4 separate regions of the Mus musculus genome follow, and all the other regions are linked to region 2. A link is a contact called in public HiChIP or PLAC-seq and promoter capture Hi-C data. All regions are on one chromosome and are shown on one strand. The core of a region is the stretch at or near the end of the contact, and the rest is flanking DNA. Distances in the headings are between cores, read along the strand shown. Region 1 overlaps Fmn1 (formin 1). Region 2 holds the start of Grem1 (gremlin 1, DAN family BMP antagonist). Region 3 holds the start of A530058N18Rik (RIKEN cDNA A530058N18 gene). Region 4 overlaps Fmn1 (formin 1).

What was found. Promoter capture Hi-C pulls out the DNA fragments that hold promoters and counts their contacts. HiChIP or PLAC-seq counts read pairs in DNA pulled down with a chosen protein or histone mark.
Region 1: a contact with region 2 is called in a promoter capture Hi-C map of the 3T3-L1 cell line, with 2.3 times the contacts expected there. The contact joins the enhancer-like site here to the promoter of Grem1 in region 2. A contact is called at or near these places in 3 of 39 promoter capture datasets (the 3T3-L1 cell line, cranial neural crest and embryonic stem cells), 1 of 484 Hi-C or Micro-C datasets (nephron progenitors), 2 of 115 datasets of contacts at active chromatin or transcription factors (embryonic forebrain and forebrain) and 2 of 9 other capture datasets (adipose tissue and pancreatic islet).
Region 3: a contact with region 2 is called in a promoter capture Hi-C map of embryonic stem cells, with 2.9 times the contacts expected there. The contact joins the promoter of A530058N18Rik here to the promoter of Grem1 in region 2. A contact is called at or near these places in 2 of 39 promoter capture datasets (embryonic stem cells and pre-B cells), 2 of 484 Hi-C or Micro-C datasets (both in embryonic stem cells) and 1 of 9 other capture datasets (adipose tissue).
Region 4: an H3K4me3 HiChIP or PLAC-seq map of neural tube shows a contact between it and region 2, with 3 times the contacts expected there. The contact joins the enhancer-like site here to the promoter of Grem1 in region 2. A contact is called at or near these places in 3 of 39 promoter capture datasets (the 3T3-L1 cell line, cranial neural crest and embryonic stem cells), 1 of 15 datasets of contacts at CTCF or cohesin (the NIH/3T3 cell line), 4 of 115 datasets of contacts at active chromatin or transcription factors (the NIH/3T3 cell line, embryonic forebrain, forebrain and 1 more) and 3 of 9 other capture datasets (adipose tissue, liver and pancreatic islet).

Annotation. Positions count from the first base shown.
Region 1 is chr2:113,617,907-113,620,861 of GRCm38.p6, forward strand. All of the region lies in intron 15 of Fmn1 (formin 1), which reads left to right. Among named protein-coding and RNA genes, the nearest start is that of 4930533B01Rik, 89 kb to the right of the region's middle. Within about 2 kb of position 1,270, at least 13 of the 459 cell types and tissues checked have an H3K27ac peak or open chromatin away from gene starts, as enhancers often do.
Region 2 is chr2:113,757,395-113,760,134 of GRCm38.p6, forward strand. It overlaps Grem1 (gremlin 1, DAN family BMP antagonist), which reads right to left and starts at 1,254. Exons shown (of 2, transcript NM_011824.4): 1 at 1,097-1,254.
Region 3 is chr2:114,012,302-114,015,304 of GRCm38.p6, forward strand. It overlaps A530058N18Rik (RIKEN cDNA A530058N18 gene), which reads left to right and starts at 1,264. Exons shown (of 5, transcript NR_028423.1): 1 at 1,264-1,596. It overlaps Gjd2 (gap junction protein, delta 2), which reads right to left and starts at 1,318. Exons shown (of 2, transcript NM_010290.2): 1 at 763-1,318. The coding sequence starts at 833.
Region 4 is chr2:113,594,139-113,597,137 of GRCm38.p6, forward strand. It overlaps Fmn1 (formin 1), which reads left to right. Exons shown (of 20, transcript NM_010230.2): 12 at 885-1,031; 13 at 2,195-2,254. Among named protein-coding and RNA genes, the nearest start is that of 4930533B01Rik, 110 kb to the right of the region's middle. Within about 2 kb of position 1,598, at least 17 of the 459 cell types and tissues checked have an H3K27ac peak or open chromatin away from gene starts, as enhancers often do. A contact at or near this core is called in neural tube, where this site is marked.

The sequences.
Region 1 (2,955 bases), core at 20-2,519, 140 kb before region 2:
ATTTTCCACACTTCTATGGAAGAAATTTACCCCTAGTTGTTTTCAGATTTCTTTTTTTCTCCTGCTAGGAACAGGATCGGATTGCTTGTAAGGGCAACGGTTTAGCTTCCGGATCTGACTAGGGTGGGACGATGCATGCCATGTGCTCTGGTTTCTGTTCTACAGCCTCACAGATGCATTTCTAAAGCCCTTCCCAGTTACAACCACACAGAGAGCATCAGAAAATACTGCTACCGCTTATCTCAGGGTGGTTCTGTAGCGTGGACTTACTGTGCTTGACAAATCCAAAGCCATATTTCCCTTTGGGTGGGGAGCCCAATCCAAAATGGAATATTTGAAGCTTAGGGCAACCTTTCAAATGAATAGTGTACATTTTAAAAATTATTTTTCATCTTTAAATCCATTTTAAAAGTGATTGTAAACCACAATCCATAATGGTAAGTTCTTAGATGAAACGGCAAAAATAAGACAGCTAGCTAAGCAAGTAAGAATAAGTAATTGAACAGCTTGTACAATTGTATTACAAGTAGCTGGTCACCTCTTGGACACAGAGTCAAATGCCTGTCACACCCAGGACAGCAGGAGAGAGCTCAGATGGTCCTTTAAAAGTTATTTTTAGCTCATTAGCATAAGGGCTGATATCTAATTTGGTGATCACTTCTAGCTTTATTATATAACACATCTAGCCTTTCTCAGAGAATTCTGCTTATCATCAAATCAGCCGTCTCACAGCCCCTCGTTTTCCCTAACATACACCACAGAACTCACATGTAACCACATAATAGCCTCCACTTGAAAGTCTCAGCAGCTCATCTCCTCTAAGTGGTCAGACCCTGGGATGCAGACTACCAAGGGCTGTTGGACCTGCAGCTCTCTTTTGCCATAACTCAAGAGCAAGGTAGGATCCGTGACAGGTTTACAGGAGAACGTGGCTTCAAACAGCAGAGGTCAGTGTCTGGAAGCATCCCATTGTACAGCGAGGGAGACCATTGGCCACTTTGTTACCCACTCTAAACTATTTCTGATCTTCATCTTTATTTTCAGACAAATCCTGAGAAACCCTGACTCCCAGCGAATTGACAATGTGGCCCTCTTTATGTGAAGCCTTGTTTATAGGCCGCAATTCTCCTGACAGATTTACAAGAGTCTGTGGAGTTTTAAAGGACGATTGCTTAACAAGCATTAAGTGAGACACATAGGACTGTGTAAATATTTTAGCTGGAATAGGGGATTTTTTAAAAGGCCTGAGCCAAATATTGCATTAAATCTGACGACAGTGGCACATTGATCAGCAAGCGGCCAGCCCTGAGCTTCGCCAGGGAGTCCTGTAGCCAAGTCTAGATACCAAAATCCAGCCACCGAGCTAATGAAGTGTGTTCTTTAAAGGAACTTTCCACACACTCCTCCTCTGTTTTCTCCTGTGGCTTTCAATCTTCTGACTTTTATTTCCTTTATGATCTATTTAGATGTAAACACTTCCCAGAGTAGAAAATTACAGTTAAAGTAAGTGCCTAGGAAGATGGAGACACTAGGCTCTGAGGTCAGAAAAACCATGGAAGACTTGCAACCATCCCAGCTGAGCAATGTGGAAACAGGTTGCATTTTGCTATTAAGCTTGGGTGCATTAACCAATGGCTTCTTTGTAGCCAGCTGTCATACTCCAGGGAGAGAGAGAGTCTCAAGACTAGTCCGGCTACCTCATCCACCCCCTTGCTGACCTCCATGGAAGGAGAAAGCCTTTTGCCCTCAAGATTTCTGTGTCTGTGCAACTGTGTTGTGTTGCTGGGGTAACAACTACCACAAAATACACCTTTTGACTTGATAAACTAAGCAGGGGCCCACCCAGCACATGGCTCTCCCACCTGCATAATTTCTGTGGAAGTGAGAGCTTGACTCTGCCCTCGGTGATTCCACCAGCAGCCTCGTGATTTTTACTCATGAACTCCCACTAATAATATGTACATACTTGAAGTAATTCCAGTAATTCTGCCCCAAACTGCAGGCTCTGTTTCTCTTCTGCAAACGGTTCAGTCTGCCATGCATCCAAAACATTGTTTGATATTGTTGATTGGCTAATCTGAACATCCTACATTTATGTTAATGATATAAAAATGTATATTTGAGAAATAGTGTTTGATGTAAATGTGTGTGTATGTATTGATAAAATTAAATGTGTTGTTAGAATGCCCCTCTAAAAAAAAAGCGGGTTATTTAATAGACTTAAAAAACAACCTTATGCTTATTGTCAACTTTTATAGATCACCAGTTATTGTCTATTTGACTAAGTTTCTTGCCATTATCCCTTCTAGAGAATAATCACTTTAAGTTGCTGTATTCCGTGGCAGACACAGTTCTAGCCTCTGGGGCTCACCCACCTCTGCAGAGTCGCATGGAAATCACAGTTTTCAAAGACTCTCCTTGTCATCTCTCGCAGTAGTGTAAGCTTTGGCTGTACCAAAAGTGATGTGGCCACCATGTTTTGAGAACTCCGAGAACTGTTTTCCCACTTTTCATGTAGTTTAGCCTGCTACAGCCTAAGGAGGCAAACCTGAACTCAGAATACATTTGTATGGAGACAGCCATAGCTTAGCCCCCGACTCCCTGTAGGCTGCTGCAGAAAGGCTTTCCTGCCCAGCTGTAGCGGAACTGCTAAGTGACCGATGGCGTGTGCAGTTGAAAATTTCTTATGACTCTAAAATACAATGCTCATGAATTTTACAAAAGAATGTCAGAAAGTATAAGTGAAAGATTAATAGAAATTATACATGTTATGTTGGCAATTGTAGGTATATAAAAGCTCATGGATAAAGGCAACCTGTGTGTTGTTACAATTGTTACAGACAGCAAGGCTGTGATACAGAGACCTAGACATAGAAAAAACGAAAGGGAAAATGCCGGCTCCGTTCTCGCCATGGTACCATGGAAGAGTTTTCCACTAGTAGGTTTATATTGTTA
Region 2 (2,740 bases), core at 4-2,503:
CCGGGCATAGGCAAACACTAAGCTGAAGAACGCCAGAGAGGGAACAGCCAGTCCAGGGCTATAGAGAAGTTGTTCTTCCCAAACTAGAATTCAGGAAATAAGTAGGACCAGGGAGATGACAGCCACATGCCTTTCCCTTCACTCTAGACTTCTACCAGGAGCTAGAGAGGGCTCACCGGAATGGCTCACAGCAGCGGCAGCGAGCGAGGAGCAAGAGGCAAAGCGCGCAGTAGAGCGCAGTCGCTAGCGAGGCGCAGCGAGGCGTTACCGAGGCCTGTGGGGTACAGATCGGCCAGCATCTACGGAAGTGGGAAACAGCCAGTAGTGGCTGCCCGGCGCCTGCAGGTCTGCTGTATGGAGGATGAGAGCGTGGAACCCCCCAAGAGGCTCAAAAAAGACAGCCACGCGCCGGCCGGAGCACAGCCAGCACAAGAGTGTGTGGCGCGTGCACTCAAGCTTCGAGGTACCCGACCCCGACTTGTTAAGCCGCGCGGATTCTGTCTTACCAGCCTCAGTTGCATCTGCCATACCCGCAAATGCACACGCCACCAATTCCCAAGTCCTTAGCAGTTACCACTCAAAGCCCTGGGACCGCCACTCCTACAGACGCCCCTGTCCCAGCCCTGTACCCAACTCTCAAGGCTGTCTCTGCTTGCAACTTGCTGCGAGGTCGGCTTCAGCTCACAGAGATGCCAGCTCCGGGGCTCTGACTCGGCAACAGTGCCCTGTCCCGGCAGGCGACTCCCGCGGGCTCTGTGCTTCAAGCACCAGGACCGAGTTTGCAGGGTTCCAGCACATGGAAACGGGATGCACTTTTTTGACAACTTCTCTCTCTACCTTCCTCCCTCCCCCGTGGACCCAGTGCCCCTCAGTCACCACATCTACCTCTGCGGCAGGAAGGACCAGGTTCGGTTCTTTAATGCGCACTCAAGGGTCTTTGGTGCACCAAGGGGCTGTGTCACAACTGAGAAGAATTCGAGATGGTATGAACCCTGGGGACTCCTTGGCTAGCCTGGGTTCATACCAACACACACGCGAGCGAGCGCGCGCACACACACACAGAGACACACACACACCAGAATACCGCCGCGCTCACCTGTCACTTCCGTGGGTCCTCAGGTTCTTCGCTGTGGACGAGTGGCGCTGCGTGAGACCGCGGCTCGAGCCACTTGGGCTCGACGCGGGAGGAAGACGAAGGAGAGCGCCGCTACCACGGTACTCTGGGTCTCCAGGTCTGCGAAGGGCGCACCTAGTGTCGGGCATCTCCCGGTCTCCGGTTTAAATGCCGCCAGCCAAGCGCCGGGGACTGCGTCTCTCCATTGGTCAGGCGCCGTCGCCGCCGCGGGACCCGCTATCCGCCCCCTTTCCCGGTAGTGCCCCCGCCCACTGCACCCCTCCTGCTTCCCTGCGGGGTCCCCTCTCCGCCCGCCTCGCCTCTTTGTCTACACCCACCCCCCTGCCCCTGCCCGTCTGGGTGGGAGAGGTCACCCCAGGGAACCGCGCCTGGAATGCACAGCAAATCACATTTTCCGCTCCCGTTGGAGAGGGGAGCGAGGGAGGAAATCCCCCCACCCCGGCTTCTAGCCCCTCATCCCTTTCCAGCCCCAGGTCTGGGCTTCTCTAGCAGGCTGAACTTCGCCTGCATGGGGCTCCACGCTCAGGAGTCCCGGCTGCGCTGAGCAGAGCAACGGAGCGGGTCGTGACAAGCTAGGTGTTTCCTCACCATTGTGCTGAATGGCACCGTTGGACAGTCTGGTCAGACAAAGCAGGAGCCTTAAAGGATCTTCCCGAGGCCCCCAACGTAAAGGGTGTCAACCCTTGAGCTGGTGTTAACCCAGGCGGGCTCCCTAACAGCCTGCAAAAGGATACCCTCTTCTTCTTGGCACTGGCTCCTTCTGCTCAGATGCCCATCTACCTGAGCTGAGTGTGTGGCAGAAGAATGAACTAAAAGGACCCCAGCACTCAGTCCTTTTTATCAAGTGTTAGGGGAGGGAGTAAGAAATATACTGAACACCTAACAGGTACTGTTCATATATATATATGGAATATATAATATAAATATATATTTGACATATATATACACACACAAAGCAACTGAAGCAAGAAGGGAACCTCTGTTAATATCTCAAAAATTAGGACGTTCTGAATGACTTTTTGCAAATGGCAAGCTGTATCTGTATACTCTTAGTGCACTTCACACACACGCACATACCCAAACATACACACACACTGTTCCACAGTTAATAGTTGTCTACAGAGTAGAGCCATCAGATGAGCTTCAAGATCTATCCTGGTCAAGTGGACTTAAGCAGAGTTATGAGTCCCGAAGCCCACGGAGTTCTAATGCAGTGAATGCGGAGTTCACTGGAGCCCACCAAGAGGGTGCTCGGAGCCGGTGTGAGAATAATTTCCCCCAGAGAAAAGGGAGTTTATTTTATAAACTCATTAACTCCCTCTCATCTAAAGTCAAACCTTAATTACATGCCCCTTCCTGACTCATATGAACTATTCCAAATAACAAATGCAAAGAGGGGAAATTACCCTCCTTAAACAAAGTGTTAGTTTTTGGAACGCCGATGCTAGCCTAGCGTTTTCTCCACAGTCCATTTCATCTCCCAGTCATTACATCATTTTTCTTCATCATCATCTATCACTTCCTGTCACCCAAGTATTTTCTAGAATGTAAACTGCATGAGAGTGTGGCCTTTTCTATTTTGGTTGCTTTGATTACATGACACAA
Region 3 (3,003 bases), core at 14-2,513, 250 kb after region 2:
CGCACCTTTACTCTGGCAAATGCATGCAGAATCCTTAACAGAGGATCTGTGTTTGAAGATCTACACCTGCGGTGAGTATTAATCTTTATGGGTGTATATCCTAGTCTCTACATGTAGAACTTAATCCTCTATAGAAACGGTGATGAGTACAAAATTCACATGTCTACAAACAAATAGGTAGCTGCAGGTAGCTATAAATATGAATAAATATCTACATACTACATATGTATATAAATATATACTTAAAGATATATTATTCACAAGAAGAAGCCAGCTATGTGTGTGGCTCTCTGGCACTAAGTTTTAACAGAGAACATGGTCTAGCTTAATAAATATCTGTTAAAGAATGGTGCATCTGCTGTGATGAGCAAATCCATCTCCCCACTTGCCCTTCTCTGTCCAAATGCAATTCTGCCTTCCTTGTAGATTCTATTTAGGGAACCAGATGGAGATTGGCGCTGACTCCGGAGAGTGGGGGGTACCAGGACTGAGTCCACAAGTCCTTTTCTGATGAGGGAAGTGTGAACCCCCTCCCCCCTGTGGTGCTTTATAGAGAAAGTATGGGGGAGCTGATCAGGAGTAACGAGGAGGGGGGCGTCACTGGGCGTCGGGTAATCCCTTAATGCAGGCAACACTGGCACTTGGACAGAGGTTGGGGAGGAGGTAGAGGACTGGCTGGGGATATGGGGGTCGTTAGAGACAGGAGAAGGTATTCCCAAGGGCCGCCCGACGGGCCGCTGACGGCTGGCTTGGTGCCCTTACCTCCCAATCATAGTGGAGTGCTGCTGCACCGCGGCTTCCAGCAGCCTCTCCAAGATGGTCCATTCCCCCATCGCTGTGCATCCGGAGGCAGCAGACAAAGACTGGGCAGTACCGGGCACGTTCTTGGTCCTGGCCCCTCCCCGGGCCTCACCTCCTGACAGGGAGCGAATTGCCCCCAATTAAAGAAGCAAACAAAAATTGTTTTTTAAAAAAATCCACGAGGCCCTCCCCCTTTATTGCACTTAAAAGAGGGGAGTGGGGGAAGCAATCTATGTGCGTCCCAACCAATGGAGCTGCTGGCGCGGTGCGGAAGAGCTGGACAGCACCTCGGTGCCGTCCGGGGGTCAGATGGACTCCCGCAGTCTCCCGGCGAGGGGCGGGGCTGGGTGGCAGCGTGCAGGTGGCCGAGCTCCTGCCCGCGGGAGACCGGTGCCTGCGCCGCGGTCCCCGCGATCTTGCGGTCTGAGGGAGGGTCCGCGCACGGACCCCGGCGCCTGTCACTGGAGCGGGCACCTGGCGCTCCCGCGCTGCGGCGCGCAGAGCTAGCTGCGGGGCTGGGGAATCCGCGGCCACCGCCTCTAATCCGCCCTTAAGTAGTCTCCGCCTGCGTCACGCCAGGTCGGCGGAGGGGAGCAGAGCGCGGCGTGCCGCTGTCGCCGAGCGTCGGAGCCCGAGGGGCCGCGGCCGCGCGCCGCGGGGGGAGGAGACGGTCTGGAGTCCCCCCGCTGCGCCGGAGATGGGGAGACGGAGAACTGCAGCGCCCCTTGGGGCTTCTGAGGCGCCCAGGTAACCTCACCTGGCCGCCAGTCTCCCGCAGGAGGAACAGACACATTGGTGAGTGATGAGGGACCCGAATAGATGGCTTAACTTGCCCCCGTCTGTCCCTTACCTTTAGCTTTGGGCCTTCTGAGACACCACTAAAATTCCTTTTCTAGATGGTGGTGCCAGTTGGGGGAAGGGAGTTTTTTAGCCCTTACCGGGAGAGGACAGCCGCCTGCGAGAGTGCTGCAGAGGGTCCCGACTTTCGCGTGTGGATCAGGTGCTGAGGTGCGGAATACCTAATGAGACTCCCTGCTGGCTGACGCCTAAATGCAGGTGTGAAGGTGTTCTGAGCAGGAAGGTCTGGGTACAAAGTATTTACCCACCAAACAGGTGCCTAGCAGCGAGCCAGGGGCCCTAATGCGTGCTCATTTCTCCCAGCACGGATAAGGAGGCCGTGATTTCATTTGTACATAACTGATGGGAGCAGAGGACGCTAGTCAGGTCAGCATGGTCCAGCCTGGATTTAAGAAGACCCAGTATTTATCTAGCAGAAACAGCAGCTCACAATCTCACCCCACCCCCACTCTCCTTATTCAGCATTTGCCTCCCCCTCCCACTCCCCAGCTCAAAGAACAGATTCTAGAATCGGTCTTAAAATTTACATTTTGATGTCAGTTCCATCTACTGCATCTACTTAATTGGTCCCAGGAAAATTGAGACGATCACACCAGGCTGCTAATTAACGTAGGGTCAATTTTAGGAGGCACCAAAGTTGGGAGTGTGTCATATAAATGTACCAAAAGCACAATGAGTAAGGTGTTGTCATCCTTTCAAGAACATGACTGTGAAAGTGTTGCTAGCTGGTCTTAGGAATATAATGCAGCCTTAATTACCCACAGGGAGCATACACATAAGCTACACCAGGATGTGCTTTTGATTCTAGAACGACTGAGTTGGTTGGGTATCTATCTCTCGTGGCCCTGAGGAAGGGCCAGGAAGAAAGGTGCAGAGTAGGGTCCAGGGTCCCTACACATACTCTTCTGCATGCATAATGCTTACAGACAGAACACAAGCTTGAGCCGCATAACACGCCTGTCCCAAGATTGTCTCTTGGGGTTGTCACTGCTAGCTCAAGGAAGCAGCTCTCCACTGACAGTAGTAAAGGAATCCGCTAAAAATAATGGAGACATGTGTATCATAGAAAGGCAGTGTCATGGTTACAGTGCGGGTGGTTTCACTCTCTGGGCAGAAAAAAAAAGGTACAAGAATGGAGACAGAAAGAGATCTCTCCAGTTGGTTGACAGATGGGACGGTGATTCCCTTATCTCTAGCATGATGCACACTCCCAGGCTTCCTCCTCACTCCCCGGAGTCCCTATATTTGTTCCAGCTATGGCAGACATTTTTGGAGTAAAGAATCATAGCGAGACAATGGATGACAGAGTACCAAGAACAATCTATTTAATTACCTTTAAATGTC
Region 4 (2,999 bases), core at 348-2,847, 160 kb before region 2:
TTGGAAGTTTATACTTTAAGCAAAGATAAGAAGAAAGAAAAATGAATAAGATAGGTGGCTAAAGAGAATTCTTATCAGTGTAACATTGTGAAAGTAAATAAATATGAAGCAAACTCCCAGAGAAGATACATTTTTGGGTTTTTTTGTTTTTTTTTTTTTTTGTTTGGTTGGGTTTTTTTTTTTTGTTTTGTTTTGTTTTGTTTTGTTTTGTTTTGTTTTTTCGAGACAGGGTATCTCTGTGTAGCCCTGGCTGTCCTGGAACTCACTCTATAGACCAGGCAGGCCTTGAACTCAGAAATCCTCCTGTCTCTGCCTCCCAAGTTCTGGGATTAAAGGCGTGAGCCACTACACCCGACGAAGATACATTTTTGAAAAAACTTAATGAACGTAACCTCTGACCTTAAAGTGCATTACCATAATTCACCTCTGAGGACTACACTCACTCTTGCTACTGCATCTTCCCTAAATTTGAATATACTTTTTGTATTTAAGTCTGTGGTTCCAAAAGGTACTCTGAAAAGATATTTGACCTCTTTCAACTGTAGAAGTTATCAAAGATTAACTACATCGTCTGTTATTAACCTATAAGAACTTTCTAAAGATTAAAACTACCTGTAATGAAAAATAATCAGCCCTCATCATTATAAGATCTTACCCTGCTTATAACTTTGTTGCACAAGTAGGAAATTGTGGCTGTTTGTGACATACACCACCCCACATGATACTGCTGTAGTGAAATGTATCTTGTATTTGCCAACTGTTGATACAACTAATCACAAGCCACTTACCAGGATTTGGTTACTTTAATGAGGGTTAGCTGTGGAGCGAGCGAATATGACTGTGTTTGTAGTTCAGACCATAACTGCTGGTGTTTGCCACTGCAGGGCTTGTTGCACATGAAGAGTGTGAAGGATATCTTAGCTCTCATTCTGGCTTTTGGAAACTACATGAATGGAGGAAACAGGACGCGAGGGCAAGCAGACGGATATAGTTTAGAAATTCTGCCCAAACTCAAAGACGTCAAAAGTCGGGTATTTATTTGCTTTTCTTACTGACTGTCTATGTGCTATGGTTATTTTTCTTCTGAACCTATCATTTAAAACCAAATATTACAGACTGATCCATTTCTCTTACCTTCCCCCCCACCCCCCCCCCCCCCCGTGGTAATTGTTTATCTGAAAGCATGTAGGTTCGTTTTTCCCTTCTGCACTTTTCTTTTGACTTGAAAATGGTAGGTTTTTCAGATCAGACCACATGTTCCGAGATAAAAATCCTTTTGTTATTTTAGCTGTAGCGTACGTGATTAGGTGTTGAGCCACTACTGCAATACAAGATAAAAAAGCATACTGCCGCAGTCATCCTGCAGAGGCTGAGGCTAGAATCTGTTTGGCTTTAGTATTGGCCGCTTGTAATTTACTCATTCTGGAGTGGCAGACACTGTTGAGCCTAGTATTTGAATTATTCTTTTGCCTACAACAATTGGGGCTGGGGTCTCCTGTCAACTTTCTGAGCCTGATTATCATTTGGCTCCACACCCCTGCAGAGCCACCTTTTTAGAAACAACTAGCCCATATCTGGGCGTCCCATGTGGGGAAGGGGGGGGGGCAGGGAAGGGAAATACACAGGCAAATTAGAATTAGACCCCTGTGAACAGGACACAAAGGCTGCCTTGTGGGAGGGCTGGCTCCCCCTGGCCTTCCAGGGTCATAAAGTAGCTTGGCTTCTCTTTTAAGCTGGCCCTGATTGTTTTTTCACGCCATTAAGAGCACACATTTTCTGAGAAGTTGGAAGGAAGGGATGGGTTTCTCTTCTAGTACATAGCTCCCTTCAGCATTTACCACCCCCTCCCGCCTTGGCAGCATGCCAGGAAATATTGGGCAACAGATATTTTTGTTTGCTTGCTTGCCTATTTGTTTGTTTTTGCTCGTACATTGGTCTCTGCAATTGTCTCAGAGATTGTCTCCTGGATTACCTGTCTTGTTTTATTATTTTTCCCCTCACAAAAGATGATGTAGTGTCATTTTTTAAAAAATGGATTAAACTAGGAGGAAGGAAAATCTGGTCAGTCTATAACAGAAATATGACTTAGTCTCATAAATTTTAAGTGTGGAGAACTGGGATTTCGGGTCTAAACTGGGAAGCACGCAGAGTCTTCTGTGAACAGCTGTCATTTGAGTTTCTCTTTAAAACCTAGGACAATGGGATGAATCTGGTGGACTATGTTGTGAAGTACTACCTGCGATACTATGATCAGGTAGGAAACGGCACTGGGACAACTGTCAGGGGGTTTTCACCGCCAATGTAGCGCTATCATTCAGAAATTGGATACTGGTTATATATGGAGGGATGGCTTTTCCTCCAGTACAACACTGTATCTGAGAGCCCCCAGTGAAGGGTACCCCAGGGCTTTAGAAGAGGAAATGTCTGAAAGACCCTAGGCTGCTGCATATCAAGCTACCTTAGAACAAAGCTTCAGAAAGACCCCCTCATGGCCCCGTGACCAAATTGGGGACTTTTCTGAACTCTAGGTCCATTCAGGAGTTGCCTAGATACTAAACAACATTGAGGAAATCTTGAAAACACTGCCATTCTTCTTTAAAAAATAAAAGAAAAAAAGAAAAATGACTTATTTATATATGTATTCATATTTTCATGCATATACATGTTTGCCTGTGTGAGTTCATGTGTGCCACATATGTGCAGGAGGCTGCAGAGGCCAGAAGAGGTGTCAGATCCTCTAGAACTACAATTGTGAGCTGCCACATTGACGCTGGAAATCAAGCCCGGATGCTCTATAAGAGCAGTGAACTCTCATAACTGCGGAGCTATCTCTCCAGCCTACTTATTTTTATTGATTAGTTTGTTTGGGGACAAAGTCTCACTATAAAAATCCCGGGCTGTCCCAAAACTCACTATGTAGACGAGAGTGTACTTGAACTCACTCTGCCTGCCTCTGAGTGCTAGAATTAACCACATCAACCCCCCAAAACAAAAATTCA